Linked DNA regions of Sus scrofa: all the other regions are linked to region 1. Evidence: chromatin contacts called from public HiChIP or PLAC-seq and promoter capture Hi-C data. All regions are on one chromosome and are shown on one strand. The core of a region is the stretch at or near the end of the contact, and the rest is flanking DNA. Distances in the headings are between cores, read along the strand shown.

Region 1 (2,700 bases), core at 127-2,626:
CTGGCCCTTACTGTCCGACAGCACTTCGTATGCCTCAGCCACCTCCTTGAACTTCTTCTCAGCAAACTCTTTATTATCTGGGTTCTTGTCTGGGTGCCACTGTAAAGCCTTCTTCCGATACCTGCAGGAAGTGGGTTCAGAAAGGAAGGGTCAGGGGACAAACGCAAGCACTTGCCACCAGGGAACAAAATGACCCATTTCCTGTTAGCCCACTACAGCCTGTTCACCACTCAGATCCCAGTCGATCCCAGCTGGTAGGGCTACCTCTGCAGCAATGTTTTAATGGAGTCCCTATCTCTCCCCTCTGCAGTCAGTGCCAGGGATACATACTTGCATTAGCCGATGATAACCTAGGAGTGAGAAAGTCCCGGCTCTAACCTCTCTTTGGGGCTCACTGGGGCTGGGGCTGCAAAGGATGTGGGTACTTGTGGCCAGGAAAAGTACCAGGCAGTGGTCCCTCCTAATCACAGCGCTTGAGCATCTTTGCACTGCATCCTGAGAAAACCCACACCTAAAGGCTGGGGGTTGAGGTAGCAGTAAAAGGGAGGGGGGAGGGGGGTGGGGAGGGGAGGCCGCACTGGAAAAGAACCCACACGGCAGCTCTCAGGGGAACGTGATGCTTTGGACTTTGTCCTACTGATCCAGGCATCTCCTTCCTCCCAACAGGGGTCACTCTCTGAGGGAGCCCCTCTCCCCAGTCCTGTCTAAGGAACTGCTTCCCTAGGCCCTGCCTCTAAATGGCCCATGGGGTTGGAAGGGGGCGGTGGGCGTGAAGGGGGGCGGGTGAGTGGCTTTCTGATGCACAGCAGAGGCACTTACGCCTTTTTGATGTCATCAGCCGTCGCACTTCGCGGCACGTCTAGGATCTCGTAGTAGGATGCCATGGCAACTCGTTAGTCGTCAGGCTGGCCTCCTTGGGGCTGCGGTAGAGAAGGAAGCGTCAGGCCGAAAGAACCGAGAGCCCCTCCTTGGGGCTGGAGGCCACCTGCTACCCCCACCCCGGGGGCAGCGGAGCCCTCTGGGCTGTGCTTGCGGATGGTGACTAGGCTCCCTCGGACACCCTTATCGGCTCCCGCAGGCCGGTGCTGCGGGCTATCTCGGGGACCAGAGCTGGGGCGCCCTATCTCAGTCCTCGAACTGCAGCTGCCCAGCCCAGGGCCCCCCTAGCCTGTGCTGGGGCCCCCCGCCCGCACCTCCTCCGCCGGGAGTCCCTGGCCTCCAGCAGCGCCCCGCCCCTGCCCCCCGCCAGGAACCGTCTGGCACCCGCTGCCCGGCTCGCGGCTGCTGCGTAGGACGCGGCCGGCCCAGCTGTGCGCGCAAGCATGCGTCAGCGGCACGGAAACTACTAGAGACCCAGAGGGGGCCGGCTCGGCCTGTCACCTGGGGGTGGGGGTGGGGAGTGCTGCTGCAGGGGCTGCCGGGAGATGGGGGCGGAGCCAGCTATTTTGGGCTTGCACCAGGACAACGTCATCCCCAGATGGGACCTGGGAGACAGCCGAATGCTCCCTCCAGGCGTGACGCACTCAAGAAACGAGCACCCCCTCCCAGCCCCAGCCCCTGGCTCTTCTGCCGCATTGCCTGTAGACACGCTCGAGGGCGGGTGGTTACTCACCGGGAAGAAATCAGCACCTCAGGGACTCACAGACTCCCCTTCTAGGTCCTCCCCCTTGTTCAGATCCCTGCTCTAGCGTCAGGTCCTCAAAAGAGGCTGCCCAACTTCCCGGAGTAGGTCAGACCTGTCTCGCAAAGAATCTCATGGCATCCGTCCTCACACTGGTCAGAGCTACAAGTTCGCATTTATTAGATTATTTGATTGATATTCACATCCCCAACGAGGATGTAAATTCCAAGCAGTAGAGGTTATGACTTTTTTCTCACTGGAGTATTAGGACAGTAGTGGAGGTCAGACGATCATTGGATGATTAAATAATGAACAGATGGGAACATGTTAACAGTTCTGACACATTTGGGAGAGGTGGAAGTTAAAGAGAAAAAGGAAAATCTTTTTTGAAAAGGAAAAGGAAATTCCCCAGATTTGAGGTTTTTCTTTCTAAACTGATGCTGAGTAGACCTCTTCTGTCTTAAGGTGATTTCTGTGTTCAGACCGCCTGGGAAAGTCAGAGAACCTTCTAGAACTGGCTCCCGGAGTTCCTGTTGTGGCTCAGCAGAAGCAAATCCGACTAGTATCCATGAAGATACAGGTTCGATCCCTGGCCCCACTCAGTGGGTTAAGGATCTGGCGTTGCGGTGAGCTGTGGTGTCGGTCGCAGATGCTGCTGGGATCCTGAGTTGCTGTGGCTGTGGCTTAGGCCTGCAGCTGTAGCTCTGATTAGACCCCCTAGCCTGGGAATTTTCATATGCTGCAGGTGCGGTCCTAAAACGCAAGAAAAGAAAATAGGAAAAAAAAAAAAAGAAAGGAAGAACTGGTTCCTGCTTCATATCCAGGCCAGTCCACGAGTATTAATTGAGCATCTTCTGTATTGTACATGCTGCCGGAATGTAAAAAGAAGACTGTGGCCCAATCTCTGCCTTCACCGAACTCTGACTTGCTAAGATACCAGTCCATCAGTATAGCCCCCTGGGAAACGCCAAGGCTTTGGAAACAGATCTGAGTTTGCAACCTGGTACTACTATGTGACGGGAAAACCTCTGATGACTTGGTTTTTCCTCCCTAAATACAGGTAACACCTAGGGCCGTTT
Region 2 (2,700 bases), core at 189-2,688, 66 kb after region 1:
GCTTTTCTCTCCACAGGTATAGACAAGGCTGAAGGGGGTCCCTATGCCCCAGGATGGAGGCACCGTTGCCCTGCCATCCCATCTGCCCGCCATGGAGGGCTCCTCAGAGTGTTGCCTGGCTCCACGCGTGTGGTGTTTGTGTGTCCGTGCCTGGCCAAGGGAGGTGCCAACACTGGGCTCGCCGAGAGATTGGGGGCCTAGGAATCAGGGCGCACAGGACTCTAGCCTCATCCCCAGGACCCCCCTTGGCTCAGAGTGTGGTGCTAGAAACTGGTCCCCAGCCCAGCCCCAGTACTGCCACCTTTGCACCCACCCTTGCAGATCTCCAGAGGACTGCCCACCACAGAAGCTGCCAAGCAGGGAGAACACGTGCCAACTGTGGAGTGGGGAGGAGGTTGGGCCTGGACCCTCGACCTCTATAGCCTCTCTTCCCCTACCCTGAACAGACGAGCAGCTCAGGCTGTGGCCCTTACCTCACCCCCAGTTCTCTCCCAGTGCTGCAGCCTGCTCACCTCTCCCCTGCTTCCCGCACATCACTGGCATGTGTGCCGCTTGTTCCTGCTTGTTCTCGTTCTGTTGGCTCGCTCCCCTTCTGTTAAGCTTTTGCTTTGCGTTGGTGTGGAGGCTCTCACTCCCAGCTCCCGTCACGCTATCTTTTGACACTAAGAAGGAAGGTTTACGAAATTGCAGGAGCGGGATGGAAATTCTTTGCTGCCCTCTCCAATGTTAGGATGGACCCCTGGGGGGGGGGGGACAGAGGCCTTCCTGGCCCCCCTGCTGCTTATGGTACCTCCCCACCACCTGCACATGGGACGGACAGGGCTGGAGTATGCCCTTGGTTATCTCCCAGGACGAGAGCTGTGGCCTGCATCCCGCTGTCCCCTAGAGGGGGATGGAGGGCGACAGGACTGCTTCGCCCAGGGCTTTGGGCTGCCGCATTGCATGCTGGGACCCAGCTCCTTGTGAAGTCCGCCTCACCCTTCACCCAGCTCCGTCCACTGCGAGTGAGCGGTGAACTACGCTGTCTAAATTCACGGTGGAACGGGGTGGGGACCGTGTATAGCTTGACAACCCTTAATAAAGAAGGGACTTTGACCTGGTCGCGTATTGTTGTCTCGTCCGCCCGGCTAGGGTTCTGGGGACAATGGGCATAGGGTGTGTGTGGCTCACCCAGGTGGCGGGGGGGCCAGGTCGGCCCTGCAGGAAAGCGGGCCTATGCGGTCGCTTGGATATACCGACCTAGTCGGAGAGCAGGAGAGCAGCTTCTAATCCACGGTTCGGTGGAGGTCAAGGACTCCGGCAGGACGTGCGGTCAGATTTCCCGCCCTGAGCACGTGACCATGCCGACTCCGCCCGTCTATTTTGCCTTCCCTGGCATGCACCATTTTCCCCCGCCCCTTCGGGGACACTCGGCCAATGGGGACCCTGAGTAGGGGCTGGGAGGGCGGGGCTGCCGCTGAAGAGAGCGGCTGGAGTGGAGCGCCGAACGTTCCTGCAGGCCGGCACTTGACCCGAGGGTCCCTGCCGCGAGCGAGGGGCAGACGGCTGCGACGGCGTACGTGCCCGGCGTGAGTGCGTGGCGGCGGCGCGTGCGCGACCTGAGTGGGTGGTGTGGCCGGGTCCACGTGCGTCCCTACCCTGCGACCCCAGCAGCTTAGCGCCGGGAGGCTCTATGACCCGAGATACCCGGGATTCCGCTCCCAGCCCCCAGCGGCCGATCCGGTTCTCCTGTCCCTTAGTCCCCGCAGCCCCTGCCGGAGGCCACGCATTACCATGGTGACTGTGGGTAACTACTGCGAGGCCGAAGGACCCGCGGGTCCGGTCTGGGTGAAAGGCCTCAGCCCCTGCTTCTTCTTCACGCTTGTGCCCTCAATGCTGATGGGCCTGGGGGCTCTGGCCTTGGTGCCGGTTCTTCCCTGCAAGCGTCCGGAGAGGCCTGATGGCGCCGATGCGGTGTCCTGGGCGGCCGGTCCTCGTGTCGCTCCCTACGTGCTGCAGCTGCTTCTGGCCACACTTCAGGTGGCGCTGCCCCTAGCCGGCCTCATTGGCCGGGTGGGCACTGCCCAGGATGCCCCACTGCCCGGCTACCTGTTGCTGGCTACTGTATTGGGAACTGTGGCCAGCGCCTGTGGCCTGGGGCTGCTTGTGACTGAGCGGAACCAGGCACGGCAGAAGCTGGCGATGGGCGTCTGGATCAAGTTCACGCACAGCCCGGGTCTCCTGCTCCTCTGGACAGTGGCTTTTGCAGCTGAAAACTTGGCCCTGGTGTCTTGGAACAGCCCACAGTGGTGGTGGGCAAGGGAGAACTTGAGCCAGCAGGTGAGGGACCTTGTGGTGGTAGGGGAGGCATGGCTAGCAGGGGCGGGGAAGAAGGACCACAATTCTGGTCACACTGGCTCCAGGCTTCCAATGCCTCTAAGGGAAGAAAGGAGGGGCCCGCCCTCCCTGCTGGGTGCTGGGAGCTGATAGCCAGCTGGTGGGGAGTGGCTGTGCTGAGTCACTGTGGATTTTTTTTAAAGCCTACTAGATGCTGGGGCCCTGAGGAGGACCTGGGTGTGTGCCCTACACCAGTCCCCAGCCCTGGTATAAGTAGTAACAATAGGATTTTGGCCTTACTTGATATTCTCCCCATGCGTTTAATTGTAGGTTCAGTTTAGCCTGTGGGTGCTGCGGTATGTGGTGTCTGGAGGGCTTTTTGTC
Region 3 (2,700 bases), core at 91-2,590, 110 kb after region 1:
GTAACACTCACCCTGGATGGCAGGGAGGAAGCGAGGCTGCCAAAGATCCAGCAGAAAATAGGCTAAAAGTGAGATGCTGAGTAGAAAGATGGGCCGTAGGGACGAAGAAGACAGCAACCTTAAGGAGAGACAGGCATCTCAGCGGTGAGTGGGTGAGAAAGGCTCTCACATCCATCGCAAAAGGCGAACAAGCGCCCACTGATGGGGGAATGGGAACCTCTGGGCCTAGCTCGATAACCAAAGTCGAGTGGGAAATGGGAATGGGGCAACCCAGGCGGACAACAGCCTTTAAAAACCGAGAGATGGGTCTGCCCCAGGAAGGGAATGGTACTCCGGGTCCTCCCCGCCCCCGCTCGCCCGCGCAGCCCGGCCCCGCCCCCCTCCTCCTCCGAGGCCGTTACCAGAAGAGGCCGTTGAGCGCGGCCGCCGTGACCAGGCTGTGCAGCGGCTTCTCCCACACCAGCAGCCGCTGCGCTGCCGCCAGCACCGCCTCCCAGCCGCGGAGCCGCAGCCACAGCGTCGTGGCCAGGCGTCCCACCGCCTCGGCAGTGGCTGCCTCCTCCTCCGCCTCGCCGGTGGCCTCACCCATTCCTAAGCTCAGGCCCAGGCCCAGGCTCAGGCCCAGCCCTGGGCTCCCACCCGCGCCGGTGTTACCACCGCCACCACCACTAGCCATAGCCCCGCCGCAGCCGCCGCCCGAGCCCGCGAGGAGCCAGGGCTGCGCGGCCGCCGCCGGGGGCGCGTCAGGCGGAAGGGGGCGCACGCCGCGGAGCGGGCCGCCGAGGCCGCGGATGGGCGTCACGTGACGGCGGAGCGACGAACCCGTCACGTGAGGCGACCTAACCGCTGGGCTAGGGCGGTCTGCGCCTGCGTGCAGGCGGCTGCCGATGACCCTTCTCCTACGCAGGTGCGTGTTTTGGCTGCGCCGGGCGTTGTCAGCTTCCTGATTGATGGACTGTATCCCCGTGTTTCCCCACCCCAGCCAATTTTCTTCTCCCTATGTAGGCAGGGTAGCTAGGGAACCTGGTCCTGGCCCGGTATTCCCAGTGTGATGCGGCCGGGAAGGGCGACAAGTGGGCTTCGGATGCTCAGAGTCTTTCGTAGGAGCTATTTCTGCTCTGGAAGGGTGGCGGCCATCCCATTACTCAACCCTCGTCGTACTGGTCCTCCCCGTTCCCTCCCCTCAGCGAATAAACAAACACCACCGTTTGACTCTACAGACTCAAAAACACAGCTTCACCTGCTCAGAAAAGTTGTTTTCTTCCCGTCTCTTTCGGTAAACAAGCCCGCCTTCACGCATCGGAACTCCTTCTAATCCCTCGCTCAAGAGATTGGGGTCTGGGGGGAAGAGTTTAAAAATAAAACCCTATTAGGAGCTCTTTACTCTGGGGGGAGGGGACGTTGACACCATTTACTGTGGTTTACAATGTAACAAGCGTTTTATATTGCAGTCATTTAATCTGCAATAATCCTACGAAATATGTGCTTAACTATGTCTAAAATTACAGGCTATACTAAAAGGAGGATATAAAGCCAAACGTGCGCCTGCCACCTTGTACACAATTCACCCCTGTTAAACTTGTGCATTCTTTCTGACGCGTTTTAAATGTACGTTATATCTCTTTTTTAAAAGTTGGGGCCAACTCTCCGGCCCACGTCTTTATGTTTACATTTCTACGGATAGGAAAAGGTCAGCCGGGCGCGTTCATCCTCAGCGCGCCATGGTCCCTTCGGAACTGCCCTGATTTCTCAGACGAGGGCACCCTGGAGTTTAACTCCTGCGACTTGCCCCGGCTTCTCGACACCAGGCGTTCTAGCCTCGCTCCTTCCCCGGCTCGGCCCAGCGGGCGGCAGGAAGTGCGGGGCGGTGACTCTCCAGCGACACCCCCGCGGCTTGTAAACGCGAAGCAGACGCTCGGCGTGGCAAAGGCACCGTACGCGCCTCGCAACCGGGTCTTCTCTCTACTCGGTGAGGTGGGCGCCCCAGCCCTGGAGCTCCACTCCCGGGTTCGGAACCCAGATCCTGGAGCCCCACCCGGGGCGGAACAGGAAGACGTTCCCGCCCGTCGGGCTCCGCCTGCAGCCGCTGGCGCGAGGGGAGGGGGCTGCACCGGCGTGGGCGGCGGCCCGCGCGAGAGAGACCCGCGGGCAGGTGAACAGGCGATCAAGGACTGCTCCGCGGCCCCCTTTAATCTCGTTCCCTTCCCTTCCACCTTCTCAGGGCGGCGCCTGGCAGCGCGATGGACCTGGCCGGACTCCTGCTGGACGAAGAAGGCACCTTCTCCCTCGCCGGCTTCCAGGACTTCACAGTGAGCGCTCGTCCCGCCCCCTCCCCGGCCTCTCTTTGCTTGGAGCCCAAACCCCTGGCGCTCCCCTCCGGGCCCTAGCCGGGCCGCGAGCTTGCCTGATGGCTCTGCCGGGGAACCGGGCGTCAGCCGCTCGAGCCGTGCCTACTGGAGGCCCTGGTTGCTTGGGCCCCCAGGGAGAGCTGTGGGGGTGCAGGAATGGGGTAGGAGGTGACCAGCCGGGGCCCTTCTGGGAGAACTTTTCCTCGGGAGCCCTCAGCGGAGAAGGATTCCACCCCCTGCGGACAGACTGCCTTTGGCAAACAAGCCAGAGAGTTTGAGGCGGGGTGGGGCCCAGGCCCCATTAGCTGTGAGGCAGGCCTACCGTCCCGCACCCAGCTTCAAGCCCCGAGCC

Evidence for each region. Promoter capture Hi-C pulls out the DNA fragments that hold promoters and counts their contacts. HiChIP or PLAC-seq counts read pairs in DNA pulled down with a chosen protein or histone mark.
Region 2: a contact with region 1 is called in a promoter capture Hi-C map of fetal liver, with 2.5 times the contacts expected there. The contact joins the promoter of ABCB6 here to the promoter of DNAJB2 in region 1. A contact is called at or near these places in 2 of 5 promoter capture datasets (fetal liver and fetal skeletal muscle), 6 of 47 Hi-C or Micro-C datasets (epiblast stem cells, fetal liver, heart right ventricle and 2 more) and 2 of 2 datasets of contacts at active chromatin or transcription factors (alveolar macrophages and skeletal muscle).
Region 3: a contact with region 1 is called in an H3K27ac HiChIP or PLAC-seq map of alveolar macrophages. The contact joins the promoter of RETREG2 here to the promoter of DNAJB2 in region 1. A contact is called at or near these places in 2 of 5 promoter capture datasets (fetal skeletal muscle and liver), 4 of 47 Hi-C or Micro-C datasets (alveolar macrophages, mesenteric adipose tissue, retroperitoneal adipose tissue and 1 more) and 2 of 2 datasets of contacts at active chromatin or transcription factors (alveolar macrophages and skeletal muscle).

Annotation. Positions count from the first base shown.
Region 1 is chr15:121,318,595-121,321,294 of Sscrofa11.1, reverse strand. DNAJB2 (dnaJ homolog subfamily B member 2) reads right to left here and starts at 1,376. Exons shown (of 11, transcript XM_021074972.1): 1 at 1,194-1,376; 2 at 820-920; 3 at 12-121. The coding sequence starts at 884.
Region 2 is chr15:121,253,088-121,255,787 of Sscrofa11.1, reverse strand. It overlaps ABCB6 (ATP-binding cassette sub-family B member 6, mitochondrial), which reads left to right and starts at 1,438. Exons shown (of 20, transcript XM_005672225.3): 1 at 1,438-1,568; 2 at 1,740-2,319; 3 at 2,647-2,700. The coding sequence starts at 1,774. It overlaps ATG9A (autophagy related 9A), which reads left to right. Exons shown (of 14, transcript NM_001190275.1): 14 at 1,332-1,433. The coding sequence ends at 1,433.
Region 3 is chr15:121,211,010-121,213,709 of Sscrofa11.1, reverse strand. It overlaps RETREG2 (protein FAM134A), which reads right to left and starts at 1,340. Exons shown (of 9, transcript XM_021074927.1): 1 at 1,241-1,340; 2 at 12-118. CNPPD1 (protein CNPPD1) reads left to right here and starts at 822. Exons shown (of 10, transcript XM_021074929.1): 1 at 822-907; 2 at 1,685-1,974; 3 at 2,222-2,309. The coding sequence starts at 2,241.